Linked DNA regions of Anser cygnoides: region 1 is linked to region 2. Evidence: chromatin contacts called from public Hi-C data. All regions are on one chromosome and are shown on one strand. The core of a region is the stretch at or near the end of the contact, and the rest is flanking DNA. Distances in the headings are between cores, read along the strand shown. Region 1 holds the start of MBD3 (methyl-CpG binding domain protein 3). Region 2 holds the start of TJP3 (tight junction protein 3).

What was found. Hi-C and Micro-C count contacts between places; a contact is called where the count stands out from the background.
Region 1: a Hi-C map of liver shows a contact between it and region 2, with 8 times the contacts expected there. The contact joins the promoter of MBD3 here to the promoter of TJP3 in region 2. A contact is called at or near these places in 2 of 7 Hi-C or Micro-C datasets (both in liver).

Annotation. Positions count from the first base shown.
Region 1 is chr27:4,919,170-4,922,000 of Taihu_goose_T2T_genome, reverse strand. MBD3 (methyl-CpG binding domain protein 3) reads left to right here and starts at 1,464. Exons shown (of 8, transcript XM_066983799.1): 1 at 1,464-1,586. The coding sequence starts at 1,531.
Region 2 is chr27:4,640,205-4,642,904 of Taihu_goose_T2T_genome, reverse strand. TJP3 (tight junction protein 3) reads left to right here and starts at 1,437. Exons shown (of 21, transcript XM_066983972.1): 1 at 1,437-1,893; 2 at 2,356-2,476. The coding sequence starts at 1,688. PIP5K1C (phosphatidylinositol-4-phosphate 5-kinase type 1 gamma) reads right to left here and starts at 1,204. Exons shown (of 19, transcript XM_066983987.1): 1 at 960-1,204. The coding sequence starts at 1,065.

The DNA.
Region 1 (2,831 bases), core at 215-2,714, 280 kb before region 2:
ACTGTTTTGTTTCCTAAAAAGATTCTCCATGCTTTGTCTTCTCACCGTCTCCTCCACAGCGGATTTTCTTCCCTCTTGTATTTTTTATATGGATCTCTTTTTGGACTTTAACCCAGGAGAACGGATGTTGGTGCTACAGACCGTGCTGAACGAACCCAGCAAAACCACAGAATCATAGAATCATTTAGGTTGGAAAAGACCCGTAAGATGTCCAAACCCAACCATCCCCGAAAAAGCCTCCAGGAGGGCCACGTAGCAGGCCAGCCCTCTTCTTCCAATGCCCAGGCGCCGCAGGAGGCAGCAGGCGTTGGGTCAGGGCAGTTTTGGGTGCAGCAGGCTGGGCACGGTGAGCTGTGTGGGTCCCGGCATTGGGCACGTGGCCGAGGAGAAGCCCCCCGTGCTAGGGCCACGCCACCGCAGCCTGCAGAAGCAGAGACTGGGGGTTCTTGTACCCCACGGCCCTGCTGAGCACCCACCGCCCGTGGGGCTGGCATGGCCCTGCCTGCCCATGGGAGACGGGGGTGGCCATGGGGCTGCCCACCTGCCCAGGACACCGGGCCGTGGGGCTGCCAGTGGCATGGCCCCAGGGGTCTGTCTGCGGGACTGGGGGCTTGGAAGCTCTGGGTGGCCCGTCCATGGGGCCATGTCCTGGTTGGTTCATCTATGTCCTATGTTCTGCATGGCCCATCCATAGGGCCATCTCTGTGGTGGCCAGTCCATGGGGCCACATCCTGGGTGGCTCATCCATGCCCCATGAACTGGGTGGTCCGTTCACAGGGCCATGTCTTGGGTGGCTCATCTGTGGGCGTTGTCCTGGGTGGCCCATCCACGCCCTGTGTCCTGGATGGTCTGCCCATGGGGCCACATCCTTGGTGACCCATCCGTGGGACATGTCCTGCATGACCCGTTCATGGCCCCAGGTCCTTGGTGGCCCATCCATGGGGCCATGTCCTGCATGGCCCGATGTCCTTGGTGGGCTGGCAATGTCCTGGTGGGCCCATCCATGCCCTATGTCCTCGGTGGCCCATCCACGCCCCACATCCTGCATGCCCTATGTCCTGGGTGGTCTGTCCATGGCCCTGTGTCCTTGGTGGGCTGGCAATGTCCTGGTGAGCCCATACATGCCCCATGTCCTTCGTGGGCCATCCATGGGGCCATGTCCTGCCTGCATGGCCCATCCATGCCCTATGTCCTCGGTGGCCCATCCACGCCCCACGTCCTGCATGCCCTATGTCCTGGGTGGTCTGTCCACGGCCTATTTTCCTTGGTGGGCCATCCGTGGGCCGTGTCCTGCACGGCTTGTTCACGGCCCTGTGTCCTTTGTGGCCCGTCCGTGCCCTATGTCCTGGGTGGTGTGTCCGTGGCCCCACGTTCTTGGTGCCCCCCCCCTCTCCCCCCGCCCGGTGCCCGCGGTGCGCGGGCAGCCCCCGGGGCTGCGGCGCGGGGCCGGGGCTGCAGGGGGCGCGAGCGGGCGGGGCGGGGGGCGCGGGGCCGGGCCGGGGCCGCGGAGCGGGGCGCGGGGGAAGGAGGATGCCCAAGGCGGCGCCGCCGGGACAGCGCGGGGGGGCGCGGCGGCGGGCGCCGGGGTGAGCCCGGGGCCGGGGTCTCGGTGGGAGCGGGGGGGGGGGGGGGGGGGCAGGGGTCTCCGTGGTGCTCGGGGGGGGTCCACGCGGAGCCGGGGGGGGTCCATGTGGAGGTGGAGTGCTGGGTATGGGCGGCTGGGGGGGGTCTCCGGGGAGGTCGGGGGAGGCCATGTGGAGCTCTGGGGGGGGGGGGGGGGGGGGGGGGTCGGGGTGGAGCTGGGGGGTCGCTGCGGAGCTCGGGGGGGTCGGGGTGGAGGTGGAGGGGTGGGCATGGGCGGCCGGGGGGGTCTCCGTGGAGCCTTGGGGGGAGTCTTAGTGGAGGTGGGGGTCTCTGGGAAGCTCGGGGGGGGGGGGGGGGGTCTCTGGGAGGCATGTGGAGCTTGGGGGGGTCTCCGTGGAGCCTGGGGGGGTCGCTGTGGAGCTCGTGGGGGGTCCATAGGGAGGTGGAGGGGTGGGCATGGACGGCCGGGGGGGGTCTCTGTGAAGCTAAGGGGGGACCCATGGGGAGCCGGGGGGGGTCTTTGTGGAGGTGGGGGGGCGTCCATATGGAGCCAGGGGCGTCTCTATGGAGCCGGGGGGGTCCATGTGGAGGCGGAGGGCTGGGTACGGGCGGCCGGGGGGGGTCTCCCTGGAGCTGGAGGTGGTCTCCGGGGAGCCTGGGAGGGGGGTTCTCGGGGCGGGGGGGGTCTCTGTGGCGTCGCTGCGGGGCTCCGGAGCGGCTCCACGCGGAGGCTGAGGCGGGGGGGTCGCTGGGTGGACCCCGGGGGGGCTCTGAGGGAGTCCCGGGGGAGGCTCCGTGGGGGCCATCCCGCCCGCCTCCCACCGCCCCCCGGCTGGGACTATATCCAGCGGCGTGCCCGGGCGGAGGGATCCGGCCGCCCCCGACCCTGGCGGGAGGCGGAGCGCGGGGAGCGGCGGCGGCGGCGGCGGGGGAAGGGGCGGGAGCGGAACCGCGGGGGCGGGCGGAGCGGAGCGGAGCGGCCGGGCCCGGAGCGGAGCCGAGCGGAGCCGCGGCGTGGCCGAGGGGAGGCCGCGCTCGGTGGCCCGGCGGGGGGCGGCAGCGGGAGGCAGGAGCCGGGGGAGGCCCCGCTGGGGCCCGGGAGGCGGCGACCGGAGGCCGCGGCGGCAGAGATGGAGCGGAAGAGGTGGGAGCGGGGGGGCGGCCGGCGGCGATACCGGGGCCGGGGGGGCGCTGCCGGGACCCCGGGGTTACGGGCCCCGCTCCCGGGAGGGCACGGGGTGGTGGTG
Region 2 (2,700 bases), core at 188-2,687:
TCCCGCACCTCTTCCCGCGTGCTGGGGAAGGTCCCTGCTGGGCCAGCCGGGGGTCGGGACGAGCCGCGGCGTTCGGTCGGTGCGAGCAGGGCGCGCGGACGGCGCCGGGGAGCGGGCTTTCGGCCACGCCACCGGCAGCAGCACGGGCGTCGAGGCGAGCGGCACCGGCTGGGCCACGAGCGCTTCGCCGCCGCTCCGGCCTGCCTCGTGCGTGCGACGCGAGGGGGGGACTGCCACACGACGGCTGCTGCACGACGGCTGCCGCACGACGGCCTCGGCTTCCCGCCGGCGAGGCTGAGCAGAACACCTCACGGGGGGCACGGCACCGCAGCCCCAGCCCTGCCGCCGGGCCCCGCGGGGTCGCCCCCTTCCAAAAACCGCTCGGGGGCCGCCCCCAGCCCCCTCCAGCCCCCCCCCCCCTCCGGGAGCTGCCGTCAGCGGCGGGGCCGGGGCCGAGGGGCCCGGTTTGGCTCCCTCCCAAACGGGGCCATCGGAGGCGAGACCGCCCGGAGCCAGGCGGCGCAGCCTGCGGGCTGCCTGCAGCCGGCCGGCCCCAAAACCAGCCGGGGGTGGCGCCGGGCCGGGACCCGGTGCCAGGCGGCGCCCCCCGGGGCAGCCCCGGCTCCTGCCGCGGTTCGCCGGTGCTGGGGGCGCCCCGCCTGCCCCGACCACCGAGAGCTTCCCCCCCCCCCCCGCGGACGGAACCATTCCGGGCCCCCCGCTGCGCGGAGCGGCGGCCGGAGCGCACCACGCGGCCCGGCGGGGGGGGGATGAAGGGGGGGGGGGGGCAGCGGAACCCCCCCGGGGGGACGGGGCAGGGAGGCACCACCCGCACCCGGGGGGGGGGGGGGCTGGGCTGAACCACTGCGGGCTGCGGGAGGGGGGGACGGCCACGGGACGGGGGGGCCCTGAGGGCTCCGCGCGGGGCCGGCGACCCCCGGCGGGGCAGCGCCCGTTACCTCCTGCCGCGTCCGGGCCCCCCGCGCTGCCCTCCGGGGTGATGGCGCCGGCACCGGCCCCCGCCGCGGCCGAGCCCTCCGCCTCCTCGGGCACCTCCAGCTCCATGGCGGCCGCCGAGGGCGCGGGCAGGGCAGGGCAGGGGCAGGCCGGGCCCGCGCCCCCCTCCGCCGCCGCCGCCGCGCTGCTCCCGGCTCCGGCCGCCGCCGCTGAGCAGCCTGGGAGCGGCGGGGACCATGGACGGGAGGGCGGAGGGGGCGGGGAAGGGGCCAGGGCCCGGCGCACCACAGAGCGGCGGGGACGGAGCGGCCGGCGCCGTGCTGCCCCCTGGGGGCCGGGAGGCACCGCGCGGCCGGGCCCGGCCGGCGCCATGGCAACGGCGGCGGCGGGGGCAGGATCGGGCCCGGGCGGCTCCGTGGGGATGGGGATGGGGGGGGGGGGGGCACCGGGCAGCGGGCAGCGGGCAGCGGGCACCGGGGGGAGGCCGGGGAGCGGCGTGAGCCTGGCACCGGCCTCGGGTGTCCCCGGGGGGAGCCCGCCCGGCTCTCGGGGCGCGCTGCCCTCACCATGGGCGGCCTCGCCGTGCCCCGGGGCTGCGGCGCTGCGAGGGAGGGGAGCGGCGGCGGCGGCGCGGGGAGGCTCCGAACGGCTCCGGGGAGCAGCACCGGGAGCTGCCCCGTCCTCCCCCGGGGAGCTGCGAGCCCGCCGCTGAAGCCCCGCGCCCAGCACCATGGCCCCGGGGTGGCGGCTGGCGGCGGGGGGGTTCCGCAGGAACTGGTCCCCCCGGGACGCCCGGGAGCGGGGCTCGGAGCTGCCCCGGCACCCCCGGTACAGAGCCCGGGCCGACGCCTGGACCGGGAGCCGCGGCGTGGAGCCGGTCTCTGTGGCCGGGAGCCCCCCGGGAGGCAGGAGCCGGGAGCCCCGGCCGGCGGCGAGGTGGGGGCGGAGGGAAGGGGCCGGGGAGGGAAGGGGGCGGCGGCCCAGGGGGGCAGCGAGGGGCCGCGGTCTCACCCACGGCCCCCCCAGGGCTGGGTGTCCCCGCGGAGCTGCTGTCCCCGGCCCCTCGCGTGGCGCTGGGTGAAGCTGTGCGGTCCCCCAGGGACGGCCCGGGGAGGGGCTGGGGGCTCAGGGCGGTGTGGGTGGCGTGGAGCCCCCCCCCCCCACCTCCTCGGAGGGGGGCCCGGCCGGGAGGAAGGGCCCCGTGCTCGGGCACTGCCACCCCCGGTGACCCCCCGCGTCCTGTGCGTCCTGTCCTTGCCTGGGGCCGCGTGGGGCACGAGTGGACGTGGCTGAGCCACCAGCCCGGGGGGGGACAGCGGGGACAGCCCCCCTACAGCTCCTGCTGTGCCCGGTGGAGCTGCCCAGGGACCCCTTCCCCCTGCCCTCTCCCTCCTGCAGGCAGCGTCTGGCCCACAAAGGGTTACGCGAGGCGCCCGGGAGTGACACCGCTGCCACCAGCCCCAGAGCTCAGCTCCTTCCTGGTCGGATCCAGCCTCCGCTGGGGCTGAGCCACCGCTCGGTGAGTCCCGGGGGACGGGGATGGAACCGAGGGTCACCCCTGCCCGTCAGCCCCGGGAGGGACAGGGGCCGGGGACCCTCCCGGGGTCCTGCCCTGACCACACGGACGGAGCAGGAGGGGAGGCCCCGGGGGTCCCTACGTGCTGGCGGGGGGGACCTGAGCAGGACGCGGTGCAGAGCCCTTGTTGGGGTGCTGCGGCTCTCACGCCGTGGGCTTGGGGACAC